3 separate regions of the Sus scrofa genome follow, and all the other regions are linked to region 3. The links are chromatin contacts, called in public Hi-C and HiChIP or PLAC-seq maps. All regions are on one chromosome and are shown on one strand. The core of a region is the stretch at or near the end of the contact, and the rest is flanking DNA. Distances in the headings are between cores, read along the strand shown.

What was found. A called contact is a pair of places that touch in the nucleus more often than the background predicts. HiChIP or PLAC-seq counts read pairs in DNA pulled down with a chosen protein or histone mark.
Region 1: an H3K27ac HiChIP or PLAC-seq map of alveolar macrophages shows a contact between it and region 3. The contact joins the promoter of SMARCC2 here to the promoter of RPS26 in region 3. A contact is called at or near these places in 1 of 47 Hi-C or Micro-C datasets (heart right ventricle) and 1 of 2 datasets of contacts at active chromatin or transcription factors (alveolar macrophages).
Region 2: a Hi-C map of epiblast stem cells shows a contact between it and region 3, with 3 times the contacts expected there. The contact joins the promoter of ORMDL2 here to the promoter of RPS26 in region 3. A contact is called at or near these places in 3 of 5 promoter capture datasets (fetal liver, fetal skeletal muscle and liver), 5 of 47 Hi-C or Micro-C datasets (embryonic fibroblasts, epiblast stem cells, fibroblasts and 1 more) and 2 of 2 datasets of contacts at active chromatin or transcription factors (alveolar macrophages and skeletal muscle).

What each region holds. Positions count from the first base shown.
Region 1 is chr5:21,585,384-21,588,083 of Sscrofa11.1, forward strand. SMARCC2 (SWI/SNF complex subunit SMARCC2) reads right to left here and starts at 1,394. Exons shown (of 29, transcript XM_001929168.6): 1 at 1,162-1,394. The coding sequence starts at 1,272. TRNAS-CGA (a tRNA gene) reads left to right here and starts at 2,196; the gene lies at 2,196-2,277.
Region 2 is chr5:21,260,771-21,263,470 of Sscrofa11.1, forward strand. ORMDL2 (ORM1-like protein 2) reads left to right here and starts at 1,364. Exons shown (of 4, transcript XM_003126257.5): 1 at 1,364-1,499; 2 at 2,317-2,570. The coding sequence starts at 2,397. SARNP (SAP domain-containing ribonucleoprotein) reads right to left here and starts at 1,667. Exons shown (of 11, transcript XM_003126256.4): 1 at 1,047-1,667. The coding sequence starts at 1,082. LOC106510299 (a long non-coding RNA gene) reads right to left here and starts at 1,040. Exons shown (of 3, transcript XR_001308700.2): 1 at 466-1,040.
Region 3 is chr5:21,430,328-21,433,027 of Sscrofa11.1, forward strand. It overlaps RPS26 (ribosomal protein S26), which reads left to right and starts at 1,329. Exons shown (of 4, transcript NM_001097481.2): 1 at 1,329-1,355; 2 at 1,616-1,793. The coding sequence starts at 1,353.

The sequences.
Region 1 (2,700 bases), core at 144-2,643, 160 kb after region 3:
GCCCCTAGACTGATCTCGCTTCCAAAAGATCAAAGGTAAGAAGCCTGGGAACAAGAGTCTCACACTGGGGTACAGAAAAGCCACACACCCAGCAGCTGTTTGTCAGGATCCTGACACCTGAGAGGAGAGACCTTCCAGAACAGGGCCAGGCTCCTGACCAGGATCAGAGGGGCATTCTCCTAAACCGCCCATCATGCTTCTGACAGGCTGCAAAGCTGAGCAGGAAGAACTGGGGAGCTGAAGGAAAGTCAGAAAGAGAACCCCTAACTGGGGGTAGTGAGAGGAAGAGAGAGGCAGACGGTTTCCAGAGAAAAACCCTATGTAGCAATGTTCCTTTCAACCAGGCCTAAAGACAAAGACACCACCAGGAACAGGTTTGGTAGAAGACAGGTAAGGCTTCTTGAACCCTTTGTTCACTACCTTATTATGTCCTGTTATGGCGTGGGGGGCTACAAACATAAAGTGTATCCTGGTCCTGAACCCCAAACCCAAGGCAAGGCACGGCCAGGTGGTGGGGTGAGTTCATTGTGACCCTGAAAATGGTTTTAGAAGGGGTAGCTGCCTGGAACTCCTACACTCTGCCTTCCAAAGAGGTTCTGTTGGAGCGGTAGAGACAGGTGATCTCGGGGTGGGGGCCTTTCTCAGGCTGATGAGCAGTCAAGGGCCTGCTCTGTGGCTGTTTACCCTTCTGCTTTCATCATCTCTCTCTGAACATACACAAAGCACAGGAGAGGCCTCAAACCTGCTGGTACCTGGCTCCGTGGGGAGCTCTGGCGGGCACCGTGGCGGGCACGTTGTAAGGGCGGGGGGTAGGGGGGGTGCCCATTCGGCACCGGGTCCACCCTGGCCGTCTCTCCCGGAAAAGCCCGGAAGGCGATGGCTTGGATGGGTGGGCAGCTGGCACCGGGACCCGCCGGGGCAACGGAGAAAAACAAGGGGCAGAGGGCGCAGCCGTGGGGGCGGGGGTTGGAATCAGCGGCTGGGGGGGGCAGTAAAAGAGGTTGGGGGAGGGGCGCGGGGCGGCGGAAGGCGCGCAGGGGCTGCTACGGCCGCCGCGGGGGAGGGGCCGCGGGCCGCGGGAGGGTGGGCAGGATCCGGGGGGCCGCGGGGCCGCGGTCCCTTTGTCCCGCCCCCAGCCCCCGCGCGGCCCTGCTCACGTACCTTCTTGTAGTTCTTGCCAAGCCAGAGCCGCACGTTGTCGAACTGGGTCACGGTGTCCGCGGCCTCGTAGTACTTCACGTTGGGGCCGCCGTCCTTCTTCCGCACCGCCATCTTCTCGGGCTCGGGCCCCGCCGCCGCCGCCGCCGCCGCCGCCGCCGAGGCCGCCCGCCCCGCTCAGCTCAGCTCCCGCCTCCTCCGCCTCCTCCTCCGCCCGCCTCCCGCCGCCTCCCGCCGCCGCGGCCGCCGCCTCCCGCCGCCTAGGCCGGCCCCGGCTCGCGCAGCGCCCCCTGCCGGCCGTCAGGGCGCGGCGGCGGCGGCGGCGGAGCCCCGGGAGCGGGGCGGACCCTGGCGGCCTCCCCGGCGGCGGCGGCGGCGGAGGCCAGAGCTTTGGGGAGGAGGCTGCTTCCTGGAGGGGGCGCACACTCCCCTGAGATCCCTTTTTAACTGAAGCCTTTTCTTGCTTCTCAGCCGGGGGAGCGGGGTACACTCTGTACCACGCCAAAGCGTTGCCCCTGCCTAAGGAGCCCCCAGCCCATGACTGCGACTGCTTTCGTAGCTATTAAACCGACAGAGTTCCTAATTCCAAGGAACCCCAGGTCTTTTTCCCCAAAAAGATCCTTCCTTTCATCCATCCCCAAGAGACTCCCGTTTAAACTCTCCGGAGCCTCCATCGCTCCTAACTCCTTGTCCCAGGTACCCCTCTCACCCCATAACCCGAAGAATCCCGGAGCCGCTACCGTGGGACCCAGCCCCTTTCCCCCAACCGCTTCCTCTGCAGGCCTCGCCATCGCCTCCTAAATAGCTTGGCGCTCCTTAAGACCCTCGTCTTCGCTGGGTGGGAGCCCCTCCCTCCTAGGGTCACCCGGTCCGCTTGACTCTTCCTTTGAGCCGCATGGAGGAAGCGGTAAGGAGCGGGGTGGGAGGAGGTCATTGGGTTGTGTATTAGGCCTGGCCCAGCTTCTCGCTGTCACACGCCCTTCCTGGTCGCTATGCGGACCCCTTCTGTAAGCGCGCGGCGAAGAACAGCTTCGTGAGTCACGGTGGCCGAGTGGTTAAGGCGTTGGACTCGAAATCCAATGGGGTTTCCCCGCACAGGTTCGAATCCTGTTCGTGACGGTCACTTTTTTTCCCCTTTATACGGAGACTCTAGTCTTGCCACCTGCCCTTCAAGCACTTCGTGTCTCGGAAACAGGGGCCAGAAGGTCCCAATCCTGGATTTGTGTGGGATGAGGGTAATCATGAGAAGCGTGATTATGCACAACCAACTCTGTTAGCTGCGAGGATGCAAGGCACTTTCAGAGTTCCGTAACTTCAGGTTTGCAAGCAGAGTTTTGGCATACGTTGTTTCATTCTTTAGGGAGGGCAGAGCAAAGGATTTGGTTGAAGAAGAGTTAAGTTTTGTTGGGAATGTCAGTGCTTGTGCTAGTATAGTCAAAACTAGAATTCCCAGGTAAAGAGGGCACCTCTGGAGTTCATGAACAGATGTCCCATCTTGTAGATCTTATTAGAATGAAGACCCAGAGGCATTCCTGCTGTGGC
Region 2 (2,700 bases), core at 114-2,613, 170 kb before region 3:
AAACTCATCAAGCTTTAAAGAATCGGTTTTCAGCTTGGGCTAAATCAGCCTGGTTTGCCAAAGGTTCCCCAGGATGTGACCAAAATATGTGATGGGGAAACTACTTGTGAAGCACAAATGGACAACTAATCAAGATATTCTCTATTAATTCACCTTAAAAGAAACTACTCTTTTCTTCCAGGAAAATAATAATCTAAATACGAAAAAGCTATCAAGATTCCCAAGACCCAACTTAAAACGGCTTCTGTGATTGAGTGTCACCCAGTGGTGACACCAAGAGATGCAGGGTCCACCTGCGATATGAATTGGGACAGAGGTAACCCTAGCCTTGGAAATATTTTCCCAAAATATTACAGCTCTGAGTAAGCCATCTTCCAGGTGGGATGTGGGGGTGGGAGGGAGGCTGGCAGACGGAGAACTGAGAGAACTCAAAACTTGTCAATCTGGAGTATCTGCCTTCACTACCTCTTTAGGTCTCCTAAAGTCCAGGGCTCTAAGGGGTTGGCCTATCTTCGGAGGCCTCTCCTCAGGTTTCAAAGTTCGCCCGGGGGCGTCCGACCACCTAAAACAAGGGGGTGGAAGCATTTTCTGGGTCAAGTTTGAGACCTAGCTAGAAACAGACCAAGTGCCATCATCTGCTACCGGGAATCTAAGCTTTGGACAACAGAAAAGCGCCAACCCAGGGAAGAAAAAGGGGTCTAGAGCCCGGCTCGGGGCCAAGAGGGGACCACTGACGTAATCCCGTCTGAAGAGAAACAAGAGAAGAGGTTGAAGGCACTTACACGACCCGGTGGGAGAAGTGTCGGACGACACAACGCTGGAGGAGGGAGCTGAAGTAACAAGTAAAGATACAGGAAAATCGTGAGGTGAAATGGGAAATCAGGGAAGGCGTAGTGGGAAAGGAGGAAGGCACAAAAGAACTACGGAGGGAGCCAGGAAAAGAAGTGAAAGAGCCTGAAAGGAGAATATTCAGGAAAAGGCGCAAGCCAGCCGGCAGAATTCGGCCTCCGGAAAAGTCCGACCCGGCCCTTCCCCCTTCCCGGTACCTTCAGCTTATGGAGCTCCACCGTCTCGGTCGCCATCTTGTTACCCCTCCACTCCGCCAGGCCCCCACCCGCTGCCTCCGCCTCCGGGCGCTCCCGCCTCGGCGCCGACAGCCAAGGCCAACCAATCGCTGTGGCTCTTACTCCCGCCTCCTACCATCAATTCTTCCCATTAGTCAAGAGCTGGCGTCGCCCTCACCCCTCCAAGCGGCTTTCTCCACCTCTCTCAAAAGGCGGAACGGGGAGTAGGGCGGGTTCGGCACTTTACGAAAGACGGAAATGGCGATCAATTGTGAGTCCGTATGGCAGACCGGCAGCCAATGGGTGGTAGCGGCGCTGACTCTGCTCCACCAATAGGGAGAGCGCAGATGGCCGGGGCGGCTGCTTCCTGGAGACCGCAGGTGTAGGAGGAAGAAGCAGAGCGCCCCGAGCCGGACGGGCTTCTGAATCTGGCAGGTAAGGGTTCTGAGAAATTAGAAATGGGTCCTAAGGAAAAATGGTGGGAGGCGGAGGAAGAAGGAGGCCGGGGGTGGGGGGTGAGGGGTGGGTGGCGGCGGCGAACTACAGACCGAGAGTGGAGTGCTGAAGACTACGCTGAGAGCCGAAGAAGAAAGCTGGGAGGAGCAAGGGGCGGGTTCAATACCAGAGTTTAGGGAATTATAGGTAGAGGGCGGAGAGAGCTGCTTGCTAACCAGGCGTCATCAACTTTACGGCTAGCACGATTTTAAAGGGCCAAGTTCAGACCATCAGGGCTCCCCCTGGAGTTGGGACCATCTCTCGAAACACTCAGCTCAGGTCTCTTCCAAATTCAGCGCCAAAGCCCTGGGCACATTCTTGCAGCACCCCACACTTGAAAGAAGGAATTGGGATGCCGCCTGCTTACATGCCAAAGACATGAGTGACAGGACGGGGCGAGCCCCAGAGGAAAAGATAGAGATTAGATTAGAAAAAGTAGCTTTACCCTCCCATCCCTCCTTAATGGTGGTTCCTTGGTTGTTTTCCATGATACTCTTTTACAATTTTGGGTGTACTGTAATGTCTTCATTGTTCCTTATTAACTTCTTAAGGAAAGTAATACCCGTCCCCAAGCCTGGGCTTACTCCAAGTTACATTTAAAGGGCTCAGAAGAAAGTTTACCATACTATGTCTCCAAGATGTAAAAAGGACTCTTCTTGCCTTGTAAATTTTTCCTCCCGAGTCTTCAGTTTTTCTTTGTGCATGATGGGGAAGTCCTTTCATCCCCAGTACAATCCAGGGGATTTTGGCTCTTTAGGAGACAACTTGGAGGAACAGACGCAGAGGGGTTGAGAGGAGATTAAGTTGGACTCCTACCTGATCCCCCACTGTGGTAGGATGAATGTGGGGGTGGCACACAGCGAAGTAAACCCCAACACTCGAGTGATGAATAGTCGGGGCATCTGGCTGGCCTACATCATCTTGGTAGGACTGCTGCATGTGGTTCTACTCAGCATCCCCTTCTTCAGCATTCCTGTTGTCTGGACCCTGACCAACGTCATCCATAATTTGGTAAGCACTAAACCATGCCCTTTTACCCACTCTACGCCTTTCCCACTCAAAAACAAAATCACCAGTTATTTGGGATTTCTGTCTTCCTTTGGGGAACTTAGCATACATACTTCTTGGGCTGAAGACTACT
Region 3 (2,700 bases), core at 79-2,578:
CTGTGGTGTAGACCAGTAGCTGCAGCTCTGATTCAACCCCATCCTGGGAACTTCCATATGCCTTGGGTGCAGCCCTAAAAAGAAAAAAAAAAAGAAAGAAAGAAAAAAAAAAAAGAGGTAAATGGAACTTAAACATAAATAACAAGGTACATTTCAATAGGAGGCCAGAGTCATCAATGAGTGGTGAAATCACCTTAATGGGAATTGATGAACACTTATTAAAATAAAATAGAAAATACCAGCGCACCTTATGTCATAAGGGCTTTGTTTCATGAAATTTTTGTTTCAGTTTTGTGTGTGTGTGTGTGTATTTGTATTTGTATATGTATTGAGTACCAAAGTAAAATATATTTTTACTAGGAGTGTAAGTCAAATCATTTAGGTCACCAGTCCAACTTATACCTCCATCCACTTATTTGTTTCTTAGGTAAGAGAAAGCATAGTACAGTGGAGCCAAGAAACCTCTTACTAGCTCCCTGTAACTTTGGGCAACCTCAGTTTTAACCTCTCTACTCCTCAGTTTTTCAATCTGTCGTGGGATCCCTGAACCTCTAGGGAATTCCCATGTAATGTAAGGATAATATTAGAAGCTTCCTTGTAGACTTGTTGAGGGTTAACTGAGTTAATATTTATACAGTGCTTACTACAGTGCCTGGCACTATGTTTGCAAGATCCAGGAACAAAAAGGTGAATGAGAAATAGCCCTAGCACCGATGCACTTGTCCATGACTCCTCCCTGCTGGGTTTTCTCAGTATTAGAAGGAGGAACTAATAACATGTTTTATTCTTCCCCCAGCCTCCCGCCCCCAACATCTTCCTTTTCTGTCATGCACCAAAGAAACGAGCAGAGAGCGTCCCCCAGTGGCCGGTGGAGTGATGTCGCCTTCCGTTTAAGGGCTTGGGGCCTGGGGACTGCCAACTCCGCACTACAACTCCCACCATGCATCTCTTCCCCTCCGACCTCTAATAGGCAGTGTGACAAGCGGTCTTGCGCCGGGCAACTTCCCCGCCTTGCGTCGCAAAATACAGATAAATGCCCAGAATTACGTCCGGGGTAAGGTGTTGCAAAGGTTGCTGGGAAACACATAACCGTAATTTTCTTCCGCCAGCAGGTTAAATAGTCCCTTGGTCACTTTGTGCCACGGAAAAATAAACTCGAGAAACACCTTTCTACCATAGATTTCAGCAGAAACGCTGAATAATAAATAACATTTGAATAAAGGTGATTGCCGTCCTTGGCGTGCGTCCAGGAGCCGTCTAGGAGGAATCCCTCGGCGTGAGCGGAGGGATCTCGCACTATATAAGAGAGCCGAGCCGTTGGCCACTTCCTCTCTCGCGTCTTCGCTTCCAAGATGGTGAGTTATGGCGCGTGGTGAACGATTGGGGCCGGGTGAAGGCTGAGTGTGAGCCAGATGAGATTGTGGGGGTTTTAAAACCTGGACTACGGTGAAGGAATGGAAAGAGCATATGTTTGTTCCAGGCTTGGGGGGGTTTGCGGAGGGACTGGAGATCTGAGTGGCTCTTCTGGTGGTTGCCGGCGGGAAATGTGGCCGGAAGGGGTCTAAGGCTGGGTAAGTTGCGAGCCCTTCTTAATGGTGTTTTCATCCTGATGCAGACCAAGAAAAGAAGGAATAATGGCCGTGCCAAAAAGGGCCGCGGCCACGTGCAGCCTATTCGCTGCACCAACTGTGCCCGATGCGTGCCCAAGGATAAGGCCATTAAGAAGTTCGTTATTCGGAACATTGTAGAGGCCGCGGCGGTCAGGGACATTTCCGAAGCGAGCGTTTTCGATGGTGAGTGAGCTCCCGGGGCGAATCGGTATCTTAATATTTAAGAAGTGTAATTTTTTTGTGGCGCGTATTCGATCCCTGGCCGAGGAACTTCCACATGAGGCCGAAAGCTGTACATACATACTTTAAGACCTAAAACCACCTCTCCCCGCCAACCCGTGCGGTGCACAGGCTTTGTCGTAGTAGTGTCCGAGCAATCTCCTTGTGTTTTTAAGGTTGTCGGTAGAAGAGAATTGAATCTTTGCTGCGTTTGCCACTTTGAGCTGTGTCTGGGGAGGGAGCCTTTTTGTGGTAGTGCTCACTGAGTCATTTAAGAAAGGAAGCATGTCTACTTAGGTTCACGAGGGTGATCTTTGGAGCAATATGATGTTGTTTTAATCGTTTTTCTTTTTAGAGACAGTGAGCTTTTTTAGGCGGGGGCCCTGGACGGTGTTAGGGCTGATGTGATTGTTGAAGAAACTAGATTCTTGGTGGTATAACATCTGTGGTGTGAATTTGATTCCCATGATGACAGGATGGGTTAGTAAGGGGGTGTTTATTCGTGAAACTATGTTTTTAGGTGTCAGAAAGTGAATAGTAGCTCTTTGGAGTGAAATCTTGTAGATATGCCTAAATGAGTTTGTTTACTTTTTTGTTTTTGTTTCTTTGCCATTTCTTGGGCTGCTCCTGCGGTGTATGGAGGCTAGGGGTCGAATCAGAGCTGTAGCTGCCAGCCTTCGCCAGAGCCACAGCAACACGGGATGCAAGCCGCTTCTGCAACCTACACCACAGCTCACGGCAACACCGGATCGTTAACCCGCTGAGAGGGGGCAGGGATCGAACCTTCAACCTTATGGTTCCTAGTCGGATTCGTTAATCACTGAGCCACGACGGGAACTCCTGTTTACTCCCCCCCCCCCCCAAAAATGAC